2 separate regions of the Pan troglodytes genome follow, and region 1 is linked to region 2. Evidence: chromatin contacts called from public Hi-C data. All regions are on one chromosome and are shown on one strand. Each heading gives the region's core, a stretch centred on a gene start, on an enhancer-like site or on the middle of the called end of the contact. The rest is flanking DNA. Distances are from core to core; before and after follow the strand shown. Region 1 holds the start of NEK8 (NIMA related kinase 8). Region 2 overlaps MYO18A (myosin XVIIIA).

Region 1 (6,092 bases), core at 1,261-3,760, 390 kb after region 2:
AGGATCACTCTTCCTCTTTAAAACCCTTCCTGGTGGCCGGGAGTGGTGGCTCACGCCTGTAATCCCAACACTTTGGGAGGCAGAAGCAGGTGGATCGCCTGAGGTCAGGAGTTCGAGACCAGGCTGGCCAACATGGTGAAACCCTGTCTCTACTAAAAATACAAAAAATTAGCCAGGCATGGTGGCACACGCCTGTAAGGCTGAGGCAGGAGAATTGCTTGAACCCGGGAGGCGGGGCTTGCAGTAAGCCAAGATGGTGCCATTGCACTCCAGCCTGGGCAACAGAGGAGACTCTGTCTCAAAAAAAAAAAAAAAAAAAAAAAAAAAAAAAATTAGCCGGTTGTTGTGGCGTGTGCCTGTAGTCCCAGCTACTCAGGATGCTGAGGCAGGAGAATTGCGTGAACCCGGGAGGCGGAGATTGCAGTGAACTGAGATTGCCACTACACTCCAGCCTGAGCGACAGTGCAAGACTCCGTCTCAAAAACAAAAACAAAAACAAAACAAAACCGTTTGTGGCAAATGAACCTTTTATCTCAGGTTATCAGGCCATAATCTAGTCCCCGCCCTCGACAATTACATTTTATACCATTCTCTACCTTGCCCACTACATTCCAACTATTACTAGTCTTTCTCGGTTTCTTGAATGCTCTGTTTTCCCATGTGAGACATTTCACATACGCTATTTCCTTTGCCTGAAAAGTTCTCCCTTCACCTGCAGACTACTGGTCCTCATTCCTCAAGTCTTGGCCTTAAATCTCACTTCTGGCCTGTCGCGGTGGCTCACGCCTGTAATTCCAGCACTTAGGGAGGCCGGCGCGGGCGGATCACCTGAGGTCAGGAATTTGAGACCAGCCTGGCCAACATGGCGAAACCCCATCTGTACTAAAAACACAAAAAATATTAGCTGGGCATGGTGGCGCGTGCCTGTAGTCCCAGCTACTCGGGAGGCTGAGGCAGGAGAAGCGCTTGAACCAGGGAGGCAGAGGTTGCAGTGAGCTGAGATAGTGCCACTGCACTCGAGATCGCGCCACTGCGACAGAGTGAGACTGCCTCAAAAAAAAAAAAAAAAAAAAATCCAAAAAATTTAGCCGGGCGTGGTGGCGCACGCCTGTAATCCTAGCTACTCGGGAGGCTGAGGCACAACGATTGCTTGAACCCAGGAGGTGGTGGTTGCAGTGTGCCAAGATCGTGCCACTGAACTCCAGCCGGGGTGACAGAGGGAGACTCTGTCTTAAAAATCAATCAAGCAAGCAAGCAATCTCCCTTCTCAGAGAATTCTTCCTTGACCATCTCATATAAGTATTCTCACTGGTAATGTACTCTATCCTCACAACCTGCTAATAACACTTCATAACTGCTATAACTTCTTACTTCATAATGTTTTGTTTATTGTATAACTTTCCCACAGTCAGTAAGTTCCAAGAGGGAAAAGACCACGCCCGTTCCGGTTCTAACTATATACCCAGCGGCCAAAGCCTGACATACATAGCTGGCACTCAGTATTTGTTGAACGAATGAATAAAGAAGCTAACATAACTCAGTGGGCGGAGCAATGGGCCTGTCAGGGGCGTGGCCTCCGTAGAGGCGGAGTCTCCCCGCAGGACTGGGACCGGAAGCTTGGGCGGGGCTTCCCAGAGTGGCGCTCACGCCTTGGGGCGGGATTAGGCGGGCGGCGACTTCGCGGGCGGAATTGGGGCTTATTTTCCCTATCCCCTAGCAGTTTCCTCCCCCAGAGCCCTGGCTCACCCGAAGGCACCTCTCCCCACCACTCGGATCCGCTCGTACTTCTCCATCTCATTTCTTAGAGTTTCACTTCCGTCCCCCACGCGGCGCGTGCGCGGACCCACCCACTCTGGGCCCCGCCCCTTCACGGCGAGCGGCTTGCGGGGCGGAGCCAGCGCCCTAGGTGTGGGTTCCGCCACGCGTCCGTATTTGTGGGCCTGCACCACACACCTCCCGCTGCGACACGCCGTCACTTTTCCCCTCACGACCCTGCCCCACGCAGTGTCCAAGAATAGGGCAAGAAAATAGGGCGCGCCCGCAATGGCGGGCACGGTACCCGCCCCTCCCACACATATACCCAGCCCTTGTAAAGCTTGCTAGACTAAAAGGATGTCGCGTTCCCGAGAGTTAAACCCCACAGGCCGGGAAGGGGTGGGAAGAGAGGATTGACCCCCTTCTTGCCCACGAGTGACGCTATTTCAGGAGAAAGCGGGTTCTCCTTGGCACGCAAACGATAAATACACCCAAAACGACCGAGACCAGCGCTCCTGGGAGAAGGCAGCAGGGTTGGTTTCGTGTTTGCCTGGGGAGGGACGGGGGAAATACCAAGTCGTGCAAGTTGATTCACCTGAAGAGGACATGACACGGTCTCGGGCCGTCCCGACTAGTGAGCGCCGCGCTCGTCAGCACTCTCAACTCCCCTTTCACACACGCGCTGCAGGAGGGTAATCTGCCCTCAGTGCTCATCTTCCCATGGGGGAAGATGGGGGCGGTAGTGGGTCAGTACCTGAAAGCATCAAGGGGAGAAGGAAAGACCGCGGTTTCGCCGAAATGAGCTCAAGGCAAAAGCCTAGAGGCAGGGGGCTGGTTAGTGTGACCAGCTAGGCTCTTTACCGGAAGTGAGGTTAATTCCAGGTTCTCCCGGGCTCCTGCTCTGCGGGAGCTCTAGAAAAACTCAGTATTCGGCCAGGCGCGGTGGCTCACGCCTGTAATTCCAGCACTTTGGGGAGGCCGAGGCGGGCGGATCACCTGAGGTCAGGAGTTTGAGACCAACCTGGCCAACATGGTAAAACCTCGTCTCTACTAAAAATACAAAAATTAGTTGGGCATGGTGGCGCGCGCTTGTAATCCCAGCTACTCGGGAGGCTGAGGCAGGAGAATCGCTTGAATCTGGGAGGCGGAGGTTGCAGTGAGCCGAGATCGTGCCATTGCACTCCAGCCTGGGCGATAGAGTGAGCCTCCATCTCAAAAAAAAAAAAAAAAAGAAAACCTCAGTATTCAGGAGGAGGATGGTCACTAACCTGAAGGTTAGCGTCCCTGTATCAGAGTGGGCAAGGGGTGTGAGGAAAGGGGCGTTTTATCTTCTGCCCCTGTCCTGGCTCTCGCAAGGGTATCCAAACCCACCCACGTGGAATGACTGCTGGAAGGGCGCTGGCTCTGGCCGGTGTCGGCCGGCGGACAGAGCAGCTCTGTGAGCCAAGGGGAGGGGCGGGAAAGCCGCTCACCCAGGACACCCGTGTTCTCACCTAGAAACCGACTGGGCTTTGGTTGACTTAAGAGTCCCACAGGGGTTAATGTGTAACCTTGGAGCCATAGGGAAGGAAAACACTCAAACGGCTTGGTCCCTGGGTCCTTGCGCCTCAGGTTTTCGGCTTCTTCCTCCCGCCCGCAGCACCTTTCCCCTCCCCCGCTTCTTCCCGCCCCTCCTCTATTACCACCCTCTTCTCCCTCCCCGCTCTCATCTCCGCTTAACTTCCCTCGCTGGCTCTCAGCTGCTCCTCCTTTCGCCCAGAGTTTATACCTAAACTCTCCCCGAAAGCAGCTGCCTCGCTCGGAGGCGGGAGGGGGAGCCCGCGCCACAGTGAGGGCAGGCTGACACCTAGTGACTAGGAGCCGCAACTGCTGCAAGCTACCGGCTTGGAGAGCGCGGGTCACTCCAGCTGTCCCGGCAAATCGGAGGTCTTGCTTGCCCAGCCTCCGGGGAGCCGGGCCGAGGGCCGGGACTGTCTGAGGGAGGACTGTGACAGTCGCCCGGCCCCAGGAGTTTAAGAGCCGGCGGGAAGAGGTGGCGATGGGTTACTCAGCAGTTCCCAAGTGCCCACCTCGCGGGCGCGGGAGGGACAGGTAAACACGGGACTCCGGCCAGAAGACTGCGAGTGGTGCGGTAGGGGCACTGGGTCTGCACGGAGACCACTGTCGGACGCGGGGCTCCCGAGCCCACCCCAGGACCAGGACTTAGGGGGCGTGGGCGTGTCGGGTCCCGTCCAGCTCTGCGCAGAAAGTAGAGGGCGGAGAGAGCTCTCGCGGTACCCGCCCAGGGCGGGGTAGCCGGTGGCCCGGGGAAAAGTAGGGACGCGGGTTAATGAGGCCAGGCGAGCGAGGGCAGCGGGGACTCCGTCGGCAGTCGGGAGGCGCCAGCGAGGGGTGTCTCGGCGACGACGCCCTCAGCACAGCTCCTAGTTACCCGAAGTCCGCGGGAGCCGGCCGGTGGCCGAGAGGCCACGGGGACACCCGGCTCGCGCGGCAGCAGCGCCTGAGGGGCGGGGGCAGGCGGGCGGGGCGGGGCGGGGGCGGAGGCAGGCGGGCGGGGCGGGGGCGCGGGCGGCTGGGGGCGGGGGCAGAGGCCTCGCAGGGAGGGCGAGGAGGAGCCAAGGGGCCTAGAGGGCTTCGCCAACTGTGTGGGGCTGGCGGCCGGCCTAGACTGGCCCGAGAGGGACCCCGGTTCCCAGAACAGACCTAGGAGGCGGCCTCGAGGGCGGACGGCAGGGAGGGCCAGCATGCCCCGACTGCTGCACCCCGCCCTGCCGCTGCTCCTGGGCGCCACGCTGACCTTCCGGGCGCTCCGGCGCGCGCTCTGTCGCCTGCCCCTACCCGTGCACGTGCGCGCCGACCCCCTGCGCACCTGGCGCTGGCACAACCTGCTCGTCTCCTTCGCTCACTCCATTGTGTCGGGGATCTGGGCACTGCTGTGGTGAGTGAGCGACTGTGGAAATGAGGTGGCCAGGGGATCCTGAGCGGGGAGCCGGGGCCGGCTCTTGTGTTACTACCCCCATCGCTCACCGGCGGGCTGAGGCCACGCAGTCTCACCTGATCCCGTTTGGTATCCTATCCAACCAAAAGCCGCAGTGGCCCCAGGGGAGGGGGATCGCCCCTGGGAAACTGGAGGCTCTTGGGTTTTGCCCAGCCACTCTTAGCTTCCCAGTCAGCCACTAGCGCGAGCCCAGGCTCCCCCGGGGCTGCGAAGGGTAACCGAGAAGTTGATGGTCCTTGAGGGTGCCGAAATGCAGAGCCTCCTCTTCCCTCCTTTCCAGTGTATGGCAGACTCCTGACATGTTAGTGGAGATTGAGACGGCGTGGTCACTTTCTGGCTATTTGCTCGTTTGCTTCTCTGCGGGTAGGTCTTGCCCAGGAAGCGGGAGGCAAATTGGGGACAGGGAGAAGGAAGCTCAGTTCATGATCTCTTGCCCCATCCCTCCACTAGGGTATTTCATCCACGATACGGTGGACATCGTGACTAGCGGACAGACGCGAGCCTCTTGGGAATACCTTGTCCATCACGTCATGGTAAGAGAGAAGCAGACTATGTGGTATAGGCCTGGTGTCAGTAATCTAGTCTCAGCTCCGTCTTTCTGAATCTGGGAGAAGGCCGTGTTTTCTTACCACCCGCCCCCGACCTGTGTGCTACTTCTTATGCTAGGATGCTGGAGGTTGGCAGTCTGTACTTGTTCACTGAGGCCAGCAACCCATGGTTTCACTGCCTCTTTAGACTGAACATCACCCACAGCCAGCTGTGAGCAGGAATCAAAATCTAGTAATGTTGAACTAACAAAACAAAGCATCTTATCCACTATAAACTATTATTCCAGGGGGAAATTTGGGATTTTCCAGCCCTCAATCTGATACCCACACCCCCCAAACTTCCAGGAAAGCGTCTGCATCTGGGTTCCCTAACTCCTATTCTTTCTTCCCTCTAGGCCATGGGTGCCTTCTTCTCCGGCATCTTTTGGAGCAGCTTTGTCGGTGGGGGTGTCTTAACACTACTGGTGGAAGTCAGCAACATCTTCCTCACCATTCGCATGATGATGAAAATCAGTAATGCCCAGGATCATCTCCTCTACCGGGTTAACAAGTATGTGAACCTGGTCATGTACTTTCTCTTCCGCCTGGCCCCTCAGGCCTACCTCACCCATTTCTTCTTGCGTTATGTGAACCAGAGGACCCTGGGCACCTTCCTGCTGGGTATCCTGCTCATGCTGGACGTGATGATCATAATCTACTTTTCCCGCCTCCTCCGCTCTGACTTCTGCCCTGAGCATGTCCCCAAGAAGCAACACAAAGACAAGTTCTTGACTGAGTGAGAGGCACAGAGC
Region 2 (6,442 bases), core at 1,368-3,867:
TGTGGTTCCTGCTCCAAGTGTGTCTGGGCCTGGCCTTCCCGTCTCCCTTCCCTGATCTGTGAGGGTGCCAGGTGATGACTTAGTGCCTTCTGTAAAAGGGTGTCCCGGATGGGACGAGAACTGGAAATCCTGCCTCATCTGGAAGTGAGTTGAGTGAATTGTCAGGATATTTATTTGGGGCGAGAGAGGATTCAGAAGGAAAATGGCAGTTGTCTTCAAGTGTTTCAAGGATGATTGTGTGAAATTGAGAGTGGGCTTGTTCTGTGTTGCCTAATCAACTCATGTGAGTAATGAGAATGTGACTCTGGCTTCGGATAAAAAGAGGTTCTGAGAATTTTAGCTGTGCAAAAAATACAGTGTGTTTCCTTGGGAGCTGTTTCATTTGGGATGATGGAGGGAGCTCCTGCACGGCACAGAAGGAGGTTGGCTTTGCTGATCTCAGAGCCCCTTCCCAGCCTGCTCACAAGGCTGTTCCCCCCAATGTGACCCCCATGCTCAGTACCGCTCGGCCTTCTTTCCCAGGAGAACATCGAGCTGGCGTTTGACGACTTGGAGCCCCCCACGGATGACTCTGTGGCTGCTGTGGACCAGGCCTCCCATCAGTCCCTGGTAGGAGCTCCAGAGAGGGTTTGGGCAAGCCTTTCCTCTCGTTCCCCACCCCTCTCCCCGTGGTGGAGCCCTCCCCATCTGAGCTGCTGCTGGGGGTGCCACTGTGGGCTGAGGGAGGGTCCAGCAGCTATGCCCAGACACCAGCTACTCTGTGGTGCTGGGGCTCTGCCCCTCAGCACTCAGGCAGTCTGGCCAGGAAGGTGGCACTTTCTTCTGCCCTGGTGCCCTGGGGAGCCACAGCCCACGGGGGTCCCAGTCAGGCAGGAAAGCATATCTCCTTTCTCAGCAGCTGAGGCTCGGGCCCCAGCTGGTGACTGGCTGAGCCTCCAGTATGTCTGCTAGGAGCCCTGGTGACCAGTCCCAGCTGGTGAGGGCCTAGACCCCAAGGACATAGTCATTCCCTCCCATTGTCCCCAAGTAGAGGACTGGTGCAACCTAACAGAACAGGGCCAGGAGCCAGCCTCCCGCTCCCAGGGGAAACAGTGCTAAGCTGTCAAATGCCCTCTGGGGGACTGTCATGGATATGAACCCTCGCCCCTCAACTTTGGGGGCAGGCTTTGTCACCCTTTGTGCTAGTGTCCTGGGCACCTTGGCACTCGGTGGGGGACTGGCTGGCCTAGCAAACTCTTGGCATTTGGCGATTGTCCGCCATTAGGGAAATTGCATAAGGTGCTTTATTGGAGAACTGGCATTTTTGCGAGGCTGCCGACCTCCCTGCTCTGCTTTGATTCCTACCTCTCCCTCCCTCTTCTCTGCCATGAGGCCCTGCTTGGCTTGCACAAGTGGTGGGGCTGCGAAAGAGTGAGTATCCCCCCGGGGACAGATGTTTAAAGTGCCCAAGCACCGCATCTCCCCAGGGAAGTGAATTTTCTTTTCCTGACACCTGGGCTCCTATGGTGGCCTCACTCAGAACCGTTCTGAGGTTCCCGGGAGAGGGGGGATGTCAGCATGAGCAGCAGGAGTCAGACAGCATGTGGGAAGAGCTTGGCTCTCCTTTCTCTTCTGTGGTCTCTCCTGACTAATGGACCTTGGCATGGGGCGGCTGCACCCCTGGGGAAGGGGCCCTCGGTGCCAAGCCTGTCTTCCCATCTCATTGCTTCATTGCTCGTTCCTACTACTCGGTTCCTGCCACTAGAGTTGCCTTGGCCTTTGGCCACATTCTGCTTCCTTCTGGTAATCACGCCAACTCCCTTGGGCATCTGCCGGGAGGAGATGCAGGCAGCTGGGGTCAAAGAGAGGAAAAATGGCCCTTTTCTCACTTCTTTTTTCCTTCAGCCCCTGAAGGCCAGGCCAGAATAGGGTGTGGGGAAGGTTCCATCCTTCCTGCCCAAGAGAGATGCAGGAACTCCACAGAAAAGGCACCTTCAGGCCAGATGTGGCCACAGGCCTAGTTTGTTTGGCCTTCATGGGATATTTGAAATTGGAATTAGATATTTCTACCTTCTCTTGAAGAACCAGAGGGTTTATCAATGCTAGGCCAGTGTTCTTCCAGGAGAGCAGTTGGCTGCAGCTCAGTGGTGGTTTTTCCCTTTGGATAGGGATACCTGCTCTCTAGCTTGCCCCAGCCTCTACCCGTTTTGGCTGCCACGTCCGTTAAGTCACCTGTCTTCTTTTGGCCCTTGAGTGACCCTGCAGTGATCCCACCGGCAGCCATCTGAGCCCCCTCTGGGTTCTCTCCTTTCAGAGACCAGGATTAACCTCACAGCTGTCACTTACTGACAGCTTCCTTAGGGCCAACTCTTGTGCTCAGGGCCTTCCAGACTTTATCCCACTGCCAGGGAGTGAGAGCAATGTGGGGTTCATCCAAGTCCCTGGTGACCTCCGAGGGGACGAGGGTGGAGGAGTGCCTCGGGGCGCGGGCTCGGGCCAGCAGGAAGGCTGCAGTCTTTGGTGACTTTGGACTGGAGTGCTAAGCACCCTCTTTTGCTGTGGGCTTCCCTCTGCTCACTTTCTTGGCTCCCCTTTCCCCGGGCTGCCCGCTTCCTCCACAAGGTGTCAGCAGTGAGCGGCAGGAGCTGCGGCGTGTGCGTGTGTGCATGTGTGCACGTGTGTAGCATTCTGTAGGGTGTGTTTGGGCCCGGCACCACCCTGGCCCCTTTCCCACAGCTCCATATGACAAGGAAGGATTTCCTTCCTTCTCTGTAGGTCCGCTCGCTGGCCCGCACAGACGAGGCGAGGGGCCTGCTCTGGCTATTGGAAGAGGAGGCTCTGGTGCCAGGGGCCAGTGAGGACGCCCTCCTGGAGCGCCTTTTCTCCTATTATGGCCCCCAGGAAGGTGACAAAAAAGGTAGGTGGCATCCCTAGAGGGTAGCTCCTCTGCTTCCTCTTACATACAGGTGGGTCCAGGTGGCACTCCCTGGGAGGGGGCGGGGGTCACTTTGTGCCTGTACCCTGACAACCTAAATCTTGCTTCTCCCACCGTCAGGCCAAAGCCCCCTTCTGCACAGCAGCAAACCACACCACTTTCTCCTGGGCCACAGCCATGGCACCAACTGGGTAGAGTACAATGTGACTGGCTGGCTGAACTACACCAAGCAGAACCCAGCCACCCAGAATGCCCCCCGGCTCCTGCAGGACTCCCAGAAGTAAGACCACCACTCCCTCTGCCCCTGTCCTGTACCCAGGACTGTTTTGATTTTGGGGCTCCCTCCCCCTGGGGTTGTCTCAGAGGCCCCCTCACTAGCAAAGTAGATGGCCTTTATTCCTGAGAGGCAACAGCCCAGGGCACTTGGCCTTGAGGAGCTTGAGGGGCCTCTTGAAGTAGAGGTGGGAGGCAGACATGGTGGGAGAGCCTATGGTTTAAATGTGAAGAACACCCTCAAGTCAAAGAAGGCAGGAGTGGCCTTAGAAACCCCCAGCCCCATAGGCCCTGAGCGGCCTTAGAACCCCCAGCCCCACGGGCCCTGTCATCCGTTCTACTCTTCAGAAGATGGTTAGTGGGCACCTACCCTGCGACGGGGGCTTCTAGGTGCTTGGCAGATAATAGTGAACAAAACTGAACTCCCTGCCCTTGTGGAATTTACATTCTAATGGGAGAGACAGATAATGAACAATAAACATAATAAATAAATTATATCGTATGTTAGAAGATGTTGAACCCTAACCCCTCCTGTCACATTGGAAACTCTTCCACACCTTTGCCCTCCCTGGTTAGGGGAAGTAGATGAGTAGATTGCTCCCCTCTGTCCGATTCCTGTCCACCCCTTGGCTTCTGCCCACCTCTGGCTTTCTCTCCTTACTGTTTGAAAATTTCTCCACAGTTTGTTTCTCTGTAGGGTGTGGGGCATGCAGTTCAGGTAGCCAGGCCCCTGGACGTGGCTGAATGGGACTGTTTAGTGTTCTGGGGCCTTGGGGGAGGAGCGGCCTTTCCCACTCCATCGATGTGACTGCTTTTCCTCCCTTATCCTCCCACCTCTGGCAGAAAAATCATCAGCAACCTGTTTCTGGGCCGCGCAGGCAGTGCCACGGTGCTCTCTGGCTCCATCGCGGGCCTGGAGGGCGGCTCGCAGCTGGCACTGCGCCGGGCCACCAGCATGCGGAAAACCTTTACCACAGGCATGGCGGCTGTCAAAAAGAAGTCACTGTGCATCCAGATGAAGCTACAGGTGGTGAGTGCCAGCCGGGCCCCAGCAGGCAGGCCTGGGGACCCTTCCTTACCCCTGGTAGGCAGGCCTGGGGACTCCGAGCACACTGAGGCCATCTGGTGCCCACTCAGCGTCCCACTGTGACTCAATGGCTGCTGGTGGGGGTCTTCTTTTCAGTGCTGCCACCTGTGAGTGGCCACCCAGGCCCGGCGAGGGCAGAGTTGTCCAGGTTTAGCATGTCCTGGCTGGTGCTGGGGCCCCTGCTACCCCGTGAGCAGTGGAGACGCTGGCACCAGTCCCTGCTCTTCTGAGCACAGGCCATCAGAGCCCACTGAGGGCAGTCCCTTCCCCTCGGCAGGACGCCCTCATCGACACCATCAAGAAGTCAAAGCTGCATTTTGTGCACTGCTTCCTGCCTGTAGCTGAGGGCTGGGCTGGGGAGCCCCGTTCCGCCTCCTCCCGCCGAGTCAGCAGCAGCAGTGAGCTGGACCTGCCCTCGGGAGACCACTGTGAGGCTGGGCTCCTGCAGCTCGACGTGCCCCTGCTCCGCACCCAGCTCCGCGGCTCCCGCCTGCTCGATGCCATGCGCATGTACCGCCAAGGTGGGGCCTCCTTTCCTCTCCACTCTGGGCTCTCTTTTCCAGAGCTGGCCCTGCCCGGCCCCACCTCCCACCTGGGACCCGTGGGCTGCAGTGGGGCTGCTCCTGTCTTTCCTCACGATCCTTTCTGCTCTGGTCTCTCCTCATCTCTCCCAGCCCACAGCCCCTTTCTTTCTCCATTTCCTTCCATCCTGCAGAGTCCCTGCCTCCTCCTCTCCCCTCCATATTCAGTTCTCTTTGTCCCCCTCCCTTCCTAGCTCCACCCTGCACCTTGTCATTTGTCCACAGCTCCCTTTCTTCCCACGTCCCTAGTTTGGACAGTTCAGCTTTGCCCACAGCAGCAAACCCAGTGCCCTTTCGGAGCCATCTGCCCAGTGAGAAATGAGGTGCTAAATCTTTCTGAAGTACTTAAAATTCCCAAGAAAGGTCAGACAGACCCTTTTTTATGGATCCATCTAAAGGAGGCGACAGACAGGATGATAGTATTAGTGGTTACTTAGAGTCCTTAGAAGCTGTTATCGGTGGCTGGGGACCGGGATAGCACACTGCTATCATTCCAGATGAGGAGACTGAGGCTCAGAGCGGTTAAGTAGCTTGCCCAAGGTCACACAGCTCCTGAGTGGCAGAGTGGGATTTGACCAGGCAGGCTGGCTGTAGAGTCATGTCTCATGTCTCTCAAGTAGGGTGGGGTTTTTTTGGTTTTTTTTGTTGTTTTTTGCCTGAGAAGTTATGAGTTGCTGGGTTTCTGCTGTTTTTCTCCTTCACTAGAAGAGCAGGTAGGGTCCCACCCACCCACAGCCAGGTCCCCTTCAGGCATTCCCATGGGCACTAAAACTTCCTTAGCAGCCCAAGCCAGGAAACAGGCTCCCTGCCCTGCTCTAAATAAATCATCGATCTGTCCCCACGTCTTGATATGGAGTTGGTGTTTATTATTTCAAAACCAGATTGTTACCGCTCTGAACCAAAATCAATGTGCGTTACTCAAACAAGCAGATCGATGAGGCCAGCAGCGGCAGGCCCCCCTTCCCTCACCCGGCCCCCAGCCACCGACTATAGCACTGATGATTAATTAAGATGCCAGGCGTCCAGACCTGCTATCCCGGCCCATCAATTTAATTGCAATTCAGATACAATCAATAGCTCACTTTGTCTTGGCCCCTCAGCAGCCCCCACCTCCTGTTTCAATTATCAGGCACATGCATCAGCCTCACCTCCCAGCTGGAGGGTTTCCCAGAGCCAGCTAGCCCATCATTGCTGTGGAGCACGCCCTTGGCTAGCTGTCAGGAGTCCAGGTTTGGAAGCCAGTTCTGCCCCCAGCAGCAGCCTTTGTGACCTTGAGCAAGCCAGTCGCTCCTCCCAGGCCTCCGTTTCTGTGTCTGACAGATGAGTTGGATCTGGTTTAAGATCCCTTTCTAGTTTGAAATTCTGTGATTTTGTGGGAGTGGAGTTCGTGGCCCTCCACCCTGGGCTCTGGTAAGATCAGGGTGACTTGGGGTCACTTCCTGCTAGCCACTGCTCTGACCCACTTTGCTCCAAGCCAAAAGTCAGGTCACACCTCCCCTGACCTGAAGCCCAGACACTCTTCAGGGAAAGAGAATCTACAAGTCTTTTTGGTCACCTGGCCTAGGACTCAAGGTCAGAGTGAGGCAA

What was found. Hi-C and Micro-C count contacts between places; a contact is called where the count stands out from the background.
Region 1: a contact with region 2 is called in a Hi-C map of stem cell-derived neural progenitor cells, with 5 times the contacts expected there. The contact joins the promoter of NEK8 here to the enhancer-like site in region 2. A contact is called at or near these places in 1 of 7 Hi-C or Micro-C datasets (stem cell-derived neural progenitor cells) and 1 of 1 datasets of contacts at active chromatin or transcription factors (stem cell-derived excitatory neurons).

The regions. Positions count from the first base shown.
Region 1 is chr19:38,853,868-38,859,959 of NHGRI_mPanTro3-v2.0_pri, forward strand. It overlaps NEK8 (NIMA related kinase 8), which reads right to left and starts at 2,511. Exons shown (of 15, transcript XM_016932161.4): 1 at 2,351-2,511. The coding sequence starts at 2,469. It overlaps TLCD1 (TLC domain containing 1), which reads left to right and starts at 3,620. Exons shown (of 4, transcript XM_003315562.5): 1 at 3,620-3,846; 2 at 5,034-5,116; 3 at 5,204-5,286; 4 at 5,697-6,092. The coding sequence starts at 3,794. The coding sequence ends at 6,080.
Region 2 is chr19:38,467,059-38,473,500 of NHGRI_mPanTro3-v2.0_pri, forward strand. It overlaps MYO18A (myosin XVIIIA), which reads left to right. Exons shown (of 48, transcript XM_063798795.1): 20 at 523-609; 21 at 2,755-2,896; 22 at 3,035-3,194; 23 at 4,031-4,217; 24 at 4,552-4,795. Among named protein-coding and RNA genes, the nearest start is that of PIPOX, 69 kb to the right of the region's middle. Within about 2 kb of position 2,618, at least 4 of the 24 cell types and tissues checked have an H3K27ac peak or open chromatin away from gene starts, as enhancers often do. A contact at or near this core is called in stem cell-derived neural progenitor cells, where this site is marked.